2 separate regions of the Sus scrofa genome follow, and region 2 is linked to region 1. The links are chromatin contacts, called in public HiChIP or PLAC-seq maps. All regions are on one chromosome and are shown on one strand. Each heading gives the region's core, a stretch centred on a gene start, on an enhancer-like site or on the middle of the called end of the contact. The rest is flanking DNA. Distances are from core to core; before and after follow the strand shown. Region 1 holds the start of ZNF593 (zinc finger protein 593). Region 2 holds the start of CEP85 (centrosomal protein of 85 kDa).

Region 1 (6,169 bases), core at 2,702-5,201:
GCAGGACCCTGGGTCGACCCCCCACGCCCTCAGCAGCAAAGGCTTGCTGCCACAGTGGCTCCTGAGCTATTAGCCTCAAGTCCTCAGGGAGCTCACTGAAAATATAGAGCCCAGGCCTCAGCCAACACCTGCTGAAACAGAATCTTTGAAGGAGGGTCTCAGAATTGTCACAGGTTCTAGGAGAAGAAGAGGGTTTAAGCCAATATTTGGGAACCACTGATCTGAACCACCTTCCGTTCCAAACATCTAGAGCTTCTCTCCTGGGTTCCCTGATTCATTGGGGAGATGACCCCTCCCACGTGGATGGGGAGAGAGCGCATAATACCTTCTAGCATCTCAGTCCCAACAGCTGGCAAATTCCTCCCAGCTAACCTAATCTCCCAGATATGCTGATTGGTCCTCTGGCTGACTAGAGAAATAGAAACAGCGGGAGGCTGGCCGTCTCTAGTCCCCCAGGGTCAAAAAGACAAACAGACCCAAAGGAAAAGACATGTAAGAAGGGGGACCCCAGACCAGACAGACCCCCCCCAACACACACAAACACACACACACATACTGGTCAGCACAGGGCTCTGGTGGCAGCAGCTTGTCCTCATCTTCTTTGTTAAACAGAGATGACATTGTCAGCCAACCTTTCATCCCAACCCCCTGAACCTGGGGGGAGGGGCCAGGAGTCAGGGAGGGGCCCCAGTGCCACCTCCCAGGACTCCAGAGCAGTTTCTGCCAGGCTTCCCAGAGCTGAGGTGGAAGAAAGGAGAACTCACCCGGCGGGCCAGCTGTGACATGGGATTGAAGTCCTCTTCATTTGGTTCTGCCATCTCAGACTCCACTGACGCTGGGGTCTCCCTCTGGGACACAAGACCCCCCACCCAGCATGAGATAGGCCCCAGAGGAATGGAATTCCCATCCCCCCTGCTAGCCCGGTACACACAGACCAGGCACCCAAACCCCACAGAACGAAGCACACACCTAAACCCTTCACACCTTCCAAAAATGCATACAGGTGTACCCCTACGCAAAGCTACCAGTCACTCACGTGACCTGTAGAGTAAATCCCTGCAGACACATACCTGCCCACCCACAGACACATCCCATTCTCACCCCAAAACATGAAGGCAAGGGCCTGCAAGCCGATATAGACACACACCTGTGCCTGAGCATGCCTCCGCATGGCTACACCTCTTCGCCTGTACATGCATATATGCACTGTGAGGCACCGACACAAGGACACTTCCACAGTTATACCATTCACACCTGTGTACTCACAACTGCAGACAGCTGCACAGAGGCCCACCCACAGCACCAAAAACTGCTCCACCCATCCCCAGACCCCAAGACACAGATATGCACTCACATAGACTGTACAGCCATAATACCTGCAAATGCCTGTATGCCTCCATAGACTTCTGCCCCAAATGTAAACACCTGAAAATACCTGTACCCAGCTGACACCTGCACATACACTTTAATGGAACTCCACCCAGACGCCAACCCTAAGACTGACCTGCAGATCTTCTACACAGGGCCAGCCCCAGACACCAACCTGTCTAGATGTACACTTAGTCACACTCACATCCACACACACCAGATGACCCCAGAACTAGTTCCTGCCTCTGCCATATGTATTTGAGCAATTGCCACTTATCACAGCCTCCAGAGGTAAGACTGTTTTGGAGCCTTTTCAATTTTTCTTTTTCTTTTTATGGCGGCATATGGAAGTTCCCAGGCTAGGGGTCAAATGGGAGCTGAAGCTGCCGGCCTATGCCACAGCCACAGCAACACAGGATCCGAGCCGAGACTTTGACCTACACCACAGCTCGAGGCAACACCAGATCCTTAACCCATTGAGCAAGGCCAGGGATCAAACCCACGTCCCCATGGATACCAGTCAGGTTCTTAACCCGCTGAACCACAAGGGGAACTCTGAATTTTTTTTTTTTTAATGCCGAGACAAACATGGTCGAAGTATGGTTCTGACCTGATGCTGCCACAGTGACCCGCGGTGTAATAACACCACTTCCCCCAGTTCCTGTACTGTGGGCTCGCTTCCTCTCAAGGCAGGTCATCCCGCTTCTGCTCAGTGCTGCCCATTAGAAAGTTGTGTCAAGCTGAGTGTATCCATGTGGCAGCCCGTAGGTTCCAAAAGGATCCATTCCATGTGGTAGCCTTTGAGATCTTTGTAGACAGCGACCACTCTGCCCCTCAAATCTCCCTCGGTTTTCTGGAGTGTCCTGGCTTTCTGACACTGCACTATGCTGCATCATCCCTGAATTGCTAGTGGCTCCTGCACAAATCTCACTCTCCCAGAGCCTGTCCCTTGCCCTTCTTTGCACCTTTCACTCATGCTGCCCCTCTGCCCGTGCCCCATCTAGCACACAGGACAATACCCACCTCCTCTGCCAGGTCCTCCTCAGATTCGCCACTCAGGGTCTGTAGCACTTTGGATTTGTAGGTCTTCCAAAAGGCCTGGTTCATGGCTGCAGGGGAAGCGGGCCTGGCACCCAGGCACGGGAAGGTGGTGGCTCAGTGGGTACCCAGTGGGTCTGGCTCCAGGAACTTGGTGAGGCTGAGAACCTGTCCCAGGGATCAGGTGACCTCATTAAAGATGCACCAGCCTCCCCAGATGGCACAGTGCCCAGCAGATGAACCTGATCCAAAGGAGTCCGTGATGAGAGCCAGATTCTGCCACCTCACCCCTTGTCTTAGCCCATATTGGCCAGGAATGATGAAAACTTCTCTCTCCACAGAAGCCTCCTTCCTGGGCCTAGGAGTTCTTGAATTTGATCATTTGGAATGGCTCCAGAAAAGTCCTCTTCCATTCATGAAGTCCATTTACAAAGTCCTTGGGCTCAGGACCCACTGTGGTGCCCCGATGACTGCAGCCCTACAAGCTGCGCCCTTAATAGGGCCCTGCCCTATACCTACACTCAGCCTCTGTGAACCGGAATGGGAGGTCCCAAGGCCCATGGTCAGTGCCCTGGGCTTACATTTCACTGCTTTGTCTGGGCTGGAAAATGATTCCTCTCCCCAGGGATGCACGTGCCTCTCTCCCTGTTTCCTGGCTACAGGTTCCAAAGAACTGGAGCCCCTGAATTATTGCTGAGTTCCTCTGGTCAACCTGGAAGGCACCAGGTTCTGATGCGAGGGGAAAGGCTCTCTGGCTCTATTCCCACTCTGAGTACACAACACCTAGGTTGTACCTCTCTCTGCCTTTGATGCCAGGCCAAGCATCAAAAGATGAGAAAGTAGTCAAAGATGAGAGGTCCTTCTGTGAGGACCTCCTTTCCTTGTGAGAGGATCTGACCCCTCTTAAGACTAACAGGATGCCTTCCATGAGAACACGGGTTCAAGCCCTGGCCTCGCTCATTGGGTTAAGGATCCTGCATTGCCGTGAGCTGTGGTGTAAGTCACAGACTCAGCTCAGATCCCGCATGGCTGTGGCTCTGGCATAGGCCGGCAGCTACTGCTCCAATTAGACCCCTCGCCTGGGAACCTCCATATGCCGTGGGTGCGGCCGTAAACACACACACACACAACTCACAGGATAGGAAAAACCGGGGACAGGTGAGAAGTGCCGAGGCTTTCTCAGGAACCTGAGATGTCTCAGCAAGTCCTGCGAGGGCCGCGATCCCAAACGTATTCATTTTCATTCATTTATTAATTCATTAACATCACATTGTTCAGTGCTTCCAGGGAGATGTAGCATGCCCCCCCACCCCCATCCCAACGCGGAGTCTAAGATCTGGGAGCCTGGAAGAGGTGATGGGGCCAGAGGACGGCACTGAGATAGGATGGGCCAGGCGGGGCGGGTAGGGCAGCGGACCACCCTGAAGCCCCCAGGGCACGCACCACCCGCCCCTCCAGCGACCTAAGAGGACGCGCTTCCCGGAGCCCCGCCCCGAGTTCGGTCACTGACGTCGAGGGCCTCCTGAGGGCGCTCAAGGGCGCTGCTCGCGCGAGTGACGTCATCAGAGGCGGTCCGCCGGAGCCTGCTCAGTCCCCGGCGTCACATGGCGTCACTGCACAGTCCGGAAGTGCCCACACGTGTCCTCCCAACTCGGCTCTAGGCCCGTTGGTCCCGCTGTTACCAGCAATGGGTCGCTCTCGCCGAACCGGCGCACACCGAGCGCACTCCCTGGCCCGCCAGATGAAGGCGAAGCGGCGGCGGCCGGACCTCGATGAGATTCACCGCGAGCTGCGGCCCCAGGTTGCCACAAGGACCCGACCAGACCCCGGCGCCGAGCCCGACCCCGACCTGCCAGGGGGCGGCCTGCATCGCTGTCTGGCCTGCGCGTGAGTCCCGGCCGGCTGCGGCCTGAGGAGGAGAAGGGTCGGCCTTTCGGGCTGGGGGTGTTGAGATCCGGGCCCTAGGGAACGCAGGGTTTTCTTTCCTGGGATTCATGGGTCTGCTGGCCTCCCATCCCTTCAAGCCTGGAGCCTAGCATCGGGAAATGAGCTAGGGTCAGGGAGATAGGTGTACCTGAGAGGCATCACCTTCTCACTTCTCCTTACCCCCCATCCCTACAGGAGATACTTCATCGATTCTGCCAACCTGAAGACCCACTTCCGATCCAAAGACCACAAGAAAAGGTATAAGAAGAGAATTAATGGATGGGTGTCGGGCAGGCGGGACTCGAATCTGGTCAGCTCTCAGTTCCTGTTCTTTTTCCCAGGTTGAAGCAGCTGAGTGTGGAGCCCTACAGTCAGGAAGAGGCAGAGAGGGCAGCGGGTATGGGTTCCTATGTACCTCCCCAGCGGCTGGCAGTGCCCACAGAAGTATCCACTGATGTCCCTGAGATGGACACATCTACTTGACAGATCCTGAGAATTCAAGGCAGAAGAGTTGCCCATGGACAGTGATGCAAGGGCCAGTCTGGGAGAGACTGTACCAGTCTGTTTTGGCCCGGGGTTTGGGGAGTGGATGGCCTCTTCCCAGTGCCCTCCCTCCCAATAAAATAACTGGATAAAGGGGGCTTGCCCCTGACTCTAACCCCCAGGCCACTACTCCAAACTCATGTCCTGTAAGTTTCTCTACTACTCCTGTGCATGGGACCCAGGCTGCTTGGGCTTTATCCACCTTTGGTACCTGTATCCTTACCTTCCCTCTGGGATCCTGGCATCTGAGCCGAAACCCCCCATTGGAGCCTAGGTGTGTGGGCTGGGTAAGATCAGGTTTATAACAACCCTGCTTCTAATGAGGGCAGGGAGTGATCCCCAGAAAAGAAGTAGGCTCCCAAGATTATAGCTGTCGCTGAGTTACATACCCCCCCAGGGCCCAGGTGGAGGCTGCCCGCTTCATCATGGGGCCTGTGGCGGCCGTCGCTGCCCCACCATCTTCCAGACTGCATAGCAAGAGCCGCCCAGCCCGAGGACAGCCAGCAGTGCAGCCACAATCCCAGCCAGTGGACTCCGGGGCTCTGCCTTCAGCTCCCCGGCTATCTGCATCTGGAAATGCACAGAGGGTCCGCCTGAGGGGTCATTTGAGACCTCTGGGAAGGTGGGGGGTGGAAAGGGGCTGAGTTAGGGGAAGGAGATATGGATGCCACTGCTGCCCCAGGGAGATTCCACCCCAATCCCTCTCGCTTCATTGCCCATCTAGGCCCCGGCTGCTCAGGCGGCAGGGAACGTGACAGCCTGGCTGCCGGGTGTCAACCCAGCCATGGTAGGGGGAGTAAGGGGTCGATGGCAGAAGCCATTGGTTAAGGGTACGTACCTGTAGCACTCGAAAGTAGCCAGGGGTCAGGCGTGGAAATCGCATGGTGGGTGCTGCTAGTGTCGCTGGTGTCCTGTGGGGCGGAAGCGGGAATGAAGACCAGTGGCGTTTGTGGTACCAAGAAGCGGAAATCAGGGCGCAGGGTTTCCTGACCTCTCATACGCAAGAGAGCCATGCCCTCAGAGGATGCTCACCAGTGCCTGCCTTCCCAGGTCTGGCAGGGGGCGGAGCAGCTAGACCTTTAAATCTGTCCCTTCCCCCGCCTGCCCGCCCTGCCAGCCTTAGGAACAGCTGTCAGGAGAGATCAGCATCAGGCCTGAGCAGCACCTCCCCCAGCCACACGGGCAGTCCAGGCTGGGCAGGCAGGAGAGGTCTTGCCTGGGAGTATAGGGAAGTTTCAGACTGGGACCAGGTACGGGAGGGCCTCCCCAGCCCTGGCCTTGGCCCAGTCCCTGC
Region 2 (6,076 bases), core at 2,346-4,845, 60 kb after region 1:
CTTGGCCAGCTGGTTCCAAGTCTCCTTTCTTTTTCTTTTTCTCTCTTTTCTTCCTCCCTCCCCTTCCCCTCCCCTTTTCATGGCTGCACATGCAGCATATGGAAGTTCCCCAGCTAGGGGTCAAATCAGAGCTGTAGCTGCCAGCTGATGCCACAGCTTGGAACAAGATCTTAATTCTCTGCTCAGAAATGAACCCGGGCAGCCTGGTTGAAAACCAGCAACCCTAGCCACTAGACCAACTAGAGGCTGAAAGCAGAATTGCCCTGATTCTTGCCCCCTGTTGTAAGCAAGAATGTTTCAAGGAGGCAAAGACGGTAAAAACAGGTATAAAATTTATTCTTAGAGACACAGTACAACATGTGGAAGAGAACATGGAGAAGTAGTTTATTTAAGACGGAAGCAAGGCAGGAGTTCCCGTTGTGGCTCAGTGGTTAACGAGATTGTGGGTTGGATCCCTGGCCTCGCTCAGTGGGTTAAGGATCCAGCGTTGCTGTGAGCCGTGGTGTAGGTCGCAGACACACCTCTGATCCCGTACTGCTGTGACTCTGGCCTAGGCCGGTGGCTACAGCTCCTATTGGACCCCTAGCCTAGGAACCTCCATATGCTGTATTTGCAGCCCAAGAAAAGGCCAAAAAAAAAAAAAAAGAAAGAAAGAAAGAAAAGAAAAGACAGAAGCAAGGCAGTAATACATACGCAAAAAGAAGAGCATGGGTGCGGAAGTCCTCCTCAGTGGGGACTGTGCCAGAGAGGTGATTTAATTTTTTTTTTTTTAGGGCCGCACCCGCGGCACATGGAGGTTCCCAGGCTAGGGGTCGAATCAGAGCTGTAGTTGCTGGCCTACACCACAGGTCATGGTGACACCGGACCCTTAACTCACTAATCAAGGCCAGGGATCGAAGCCACAACATCATGGTTCCTAGTTGGATTTGTTTCCGCTTTGCTGCGACAGGAACTCACCAATTATCTTGTTTTATTTTTCACATTTAACTGCTTCCCCTCATCTCCCGACCTCCCGTGTGTGTGTGTGCACACCTGCGCATGCACACCTTTTGGCCAAGATGGATTCCAGAGCAAAGGTTTCTGGGATGGTATCAGACCTGGTGCCCCTTCCCTTTTTGACCCCTGAGTCTTACTGTGCATGTGTAATTGGGAAGGTCTTGACCCCAGAAGTGATTGAAGTGATCACCTTATCATTTACTCCAGCAGAAGTCAGCTCCTGCCATTAACTTTTTCCTTGAGGTGTCAAAGCAAAGCCCAACTTACTCAGCCTAACAAGTCCCAGCTGTTCTCAGCCCAGGGGGCCCATCCACCTCCTACCTCAATGTCAAATGATAGTTCCATTTATATATTTTATTAAAATGCACCAAAATCTTTTAAAATAATAAAGTAACTGAAGATCAAAGATGACCTCATAATGAAAAATTGTGAATAGTCTCTGAAATTAGCACCCAAAGTCTTTGATAAAATATAAATGAGGAGTCATTCACAAGTGAAAATTGATACTGAGACCAGGACCTGGGACCGAGGTCCATTTGCTGCAGTAGCTGTGATGCTTGCATCTAGACAAACATCTCCTGGAGCAACAAAATACAAAGAAACTATAAGGGACTAAAAATAACTGCATGCATGGGAAGTTGAGGCAAATCATGGGCAAGAAGATACAAAAAAACTAAAAACCCAACTGCCACTTCTAAAGAGCTGAGAGCAAAAGCAGGGCATCGGGAGCAGAAGCAGGGTACTATATGTGCCTCCAGCACACACCACCACCAAAGAGGAGGCAGATCACCTAAGCCACCCCTCTGGCCCGACCCCTGGACCCACCGTACTCTCACACCATATAAGGAAGCAGCTGGCGGTGCCCAACGCCCACAAAGAGAGAGCAAGCAAGGAAAATTACTGTTTTTAGGGCCACACCTACAGCATATGGAAGCTCCTATGAGTCGAATTGGAGCTACAGCTGCTGGCCTACGCCACAGCCACAGCAACTTGGAATCCGAACTGTTCTGTGACCTACACCACAGCTCAAGGCAACACCAGATGCCTAACCCACTGAGCAAAGCCAGGGATCCAACCTGGGTCTGCCTGGATACCTGTCGAATTTGTTACCACTAAGCCACAAGGGGAACTCCCCAGTAAAAACTTGCCTGACTTTTCCTGTCTGGCCTCAGCAATTTCCATTGATTAAGAAGGCCAAGGGCCCTGGACAAACAGTAACAGTACTATAAGATGATAATGGAGTTATTTTTACAATATAGCTACCCATTGGAGAAAGCTGTACAAACATACTGTTTGCCAATTATAAATTTAAATCTCAGCACTTCCAGTTTCCAGTCTGGTTTCTCTTGCATTCTCCACATCAGCTCTTCCCCATTCTTCTCAGTCCTCTAAACACCCCTGTTCCCTCCCTCCTTATAGAAGCTTATCACCAAAGAAATAGAAGCCATTAAGTGGCTGTTCCCACAACCCACCAAGCCTACTTCCTACCCTCCAGTCCACTGTTACTTGTTCTGTAGTCCCAATAAATCCTTGCCTAAATTTCTTTTCTTTTTCGTATTTTTTAGGGGCACACCCATGGCATATGGAGGTCCCCAGGCTAGGGACCTAATCTGAGCTGTAGCAGCCTGCCTATGCCTCAGCCACGTGGGACAGCCACGTGGGATCTGAGCCGTGTTGGTGACCTATACCACAGCTTATGGCAATGCTGGATTCTTAACCCAATGAGCGAGGCAAGGGATCGAACCAAGTCTTCATGGATGCTAGCTGGGTGTGTTAACCACTGAGCCACTACGGGAACTCCCCAATCCTTGCCCGAATTATGTATCTGGCCTCTTTATCAATTTCTATGGAGTCCAAGAACCCTGGTCAGTAACAATTATAGTTACCACGTTTTATCATACAACTTTTTAGTTTTTAAAATTATAGTTGATTTACAATGTTGTGTCAATTTCTCCTGTACAGCAAACCAACCCAGTCATATATATATACATACATTTCTTTTCTTATATCCACACAACTTGTTAATGCCTCTCCCTTCCAAGTCAGGTTTCCAGATATCTTGAATTTTACTATACTTTGGCTGATGTCTTGGTCTCTTTTAAATAATTTCAGCTGATTCTTCAAGTATATATTAATGCAAATAAACGTAGTTCCTTTTCCTAGGGACCAAGTTTGAGTAGGGAGGCAAGATCGATCCCTTACCCTTCAACCTGAGTCCTGGTCACAGACTGACCACTGACTTTATAACCCAGACCAAGTTCCGACCCTGACAAGTGACCCTGGCTACACTCTAACTTCTGGTCACGACGCGACGCCCTGCTTCAAGTGGGAGTGGTGGGGAATGGGAGGAAGGTGGACAGGTTAGGTATCCTGGAATTATCTGCGCTGGCTTCCAGCTTGTTCCGCACCAGGCCCAAGCAGCCACTTTAAGCTCAGGTGACCAGGGCTCGGCCCACAGGCTAGAACCGGCAAGGGGGAGAGACTGCAGAGAGCTGCGCCGAGGTCATGCGCAGAGAGAACCGTCGGTTCTCAGCGCGGAGGGCGGCGTGCAGGGGCGGGACACCCGCGCGGCCCGACTTCTGATTGGCTGCAGGAGGGCAGAAAGGGGCGGGGCCAGGACGGCGCGCGCTCTGAGGCGCGCGGCCTGGCGGGTGGGTAACGGCCGTTACCCGAACTGAGGGACCGAAGCGCCGCCCGCGGCTGACGTGGTGGCCGCAGTTGGCGTCCCTGAGTGAGGGATTTCGCCGCCCGCTTTCAGGCCCACGTAAGTCCTCCTCCCCTCGGGGGCCCGGTCGGACTGACAGACCCTGTCCCAGCCTTGGAGAGCCCAGGCGGAGCCTCAGGCGCGCTCGACCTGCCTCGGTGAGGGGGCCGCGGCGGAACGCAGCGCATGCGCAGAGCAGCTGTGCCGTCCCTCTCGGGTTGCTCACTGCCCCGGCTTTTTGAAATAATGCCCCCACCCCACCCCACGCCTCTTCAGGTCTCTGTCGCCTCCGCCCTCATCGCCTTGCCCCTTTTCACACACTCCACAGTAATCGCGGGACGTCTGTAAGGACAGGCCCTGTGCCCGCTCGCCGGGGTACGGCGGTACCAAGTTCCTTACCCTACGGGAGCGCACAGTCCCGGGAGAGGAGTAGGCGTCCGGCGGGTGGTTGCTCGGCCAGCACTGTCAGTAGAGCAGGTGGAGCAGGACCCGGGCGCGGAGGAAGTGAAGTTGGAGCCGCGATTTGGAGAATGAATAGAGAAGGAAGGTCGGGGGACAGAGCGGTTGCAGGCGCTAGGCTGGAGTTTCTCAGCCCGCGCGACTTTGCCCCCCACAGGGTATTTGACAGTGTCTGGAGACACTTTTAGCCCTCACTTCTCGAGGTTTACTCCTGGCATCTGGTGGGTAGAGGCCGGGAAAGCTGCTAAACGGCCTGCGGTGTACGGGACAGCCCCACAAGGAAGACTTAGCCTAGCTCCGATGTCGGTAGCACGGAGATTGAGGAAGCCTGCTATAGACAGGGAGGTTCTCTGCATGCACACAAAGTGTAGTAAAAATTGTTTCTGCAGTAGAGGGTGTTCAGCACTTACTTCATCACAGTAACACGGGGCTGGGGGAATCAGAACCTTTTTGTCTTTTATACCCATCTGCTTCCACCACATGGCACAGAGCCAGGCAGATTGGAGGCACTCAGTGAATTTTGGTTGGTGAATTGAATACTGTGTGCTAGGAAGAGAGGAGGAGTAGTACAAAGACCATTAAGATAACCATGCCTCATTACTTACCTTTAGGCCTTGTCTGTTTTGTAATGATCAGTGGTGTTAAGTGTCTCAAGACCAGTTCTTTGTAAAGGCAACCTCTTAGCAAGGATCTGGCTTCTCTTTCTTTAGGTCTGGTTTAATGAATGATCAAGGCGATGAAAAGAGTGTGATGGTGTGAGATTCTTAATGTGTCTTTGTCAGCTGTTTGTGTGTCTTTTGAAATCCTCTCCTGTCTTGATGTGGTTCTAGCAACAGCTGCCACGTGTGTTCCCCACCAAGGTTGTAATTCTTCAAGGGGGGAAATAGTTGTCAAAGTCAAAGTCTAATTCTTGGATAGCAACTTGAAAAGTAGAGCCTGGGTGGTGACCAAGGGGAAAGTGAAGAAATTTTATGAACTGTTTCCCCCCCCCCCCCACTTCTAACTGTTTTGGGACATGCAGCTGTGGCTATATCTGAGGTAGAAACTACAGCTTGTGGTGCCCTAGTAATTTCTTTTATTTCTTTTTGTTACACACAGAATGCTGATAGGATTCCAGTAGCTTTAGAGCACAGTCCTGGCTTTGAAACCTCTTCCCAACTGTACACCCTTCACTTCTTTATTTTCTTTCTTTCTTTTGTTTGTTTGTTTGTTTTTTGCTTTTTGGGGCTGCACCTGTAGCATATGGAGGTTCCCAGGCTAGGGGTTGAATCAGAGCTACAGCTGCCGGTCTTTGCCACAGCAACATCAAATCTGAGCCATGTGTGCGACCTACACCACAGCTCATGGCAGTGCTGGATCCTTAACCCACTGAGTGAGGCCAGGGATTGAACCTGTAACCTCATGGTTCCCAGTTGGATTCGTTTCCACTGTGCCAGGACAGGAACTCCTATTTTCTCATCCATAAAATGAGGATAGTAATAGTAACTACCTCATAGGTTTGACGTGAGCATTAAACATAAGACATACTATAGACTCTTTAGTGCAGTACTTGATGGGTAGTAAGGACAGGCATACCTCAGAGATGCTGTGGGTAGAGTTCCAGACCACAGCAATAAAACAAGTCAGATTTTTTTGTTTCCCAGTGCATGTAAAAGTTATGTTTATACTATAGAGTATTAAGTATATGATAGCATTATGTCTTTTTTAAATGTACGCAGCTTAATTTAAAAATACTTTATTGCTCCTAACCATCATCTGAGTCTTCAGTGATTCGTAATCTTTTTGCTAGTGGAGGATCCTGCCTTGGTGTTGATGGCCGATGACTTAACAGGGTGGTGGTTGCTAACGGTTGGGGTGGTAGTTGCTGAAGGTTGGGGTGGCTGTGGCAGTTTCTTAAAATAAGACAATAATGAAGTT

The links. HiChIP or PLAC-seq counts read pairs in DNA pulled down with a chosen protein or histone mark.
Region 2: an H3K27ac HiChIP or PLAC-seq map of alveolar macrophages shows a contact between it and region 1. The contact joins the promoter of CEP85 here to the promoter of ZNF593 in region 1.

Annotation. Positions count from the first base shown.
Region 1 is chr6:83,586,889-83,593,057 of Sscrofa11.1, forward strand. ZNF593 (zinc finger protein 593) reads left to right here and starts at 3,952. Exons shown (of 3, transcript XM_021095611.1): 1 at 3,952-4,293; 2 at 4,528-4,590; 3 at 4,674-6,169. The coding sequence starts at 4,094. The coding sequence ends at 4,815.
Region 2 is chr6:83,647,416-83,653,491 of Sscrofa11.1, forward strand. It overlaps CEP85 (centrosomal protein of 85 kDa), which reads left to right and starts at 3,596. Exons shown (of 15, transcript XM_021095615.1): 1 at 3,596-3,760.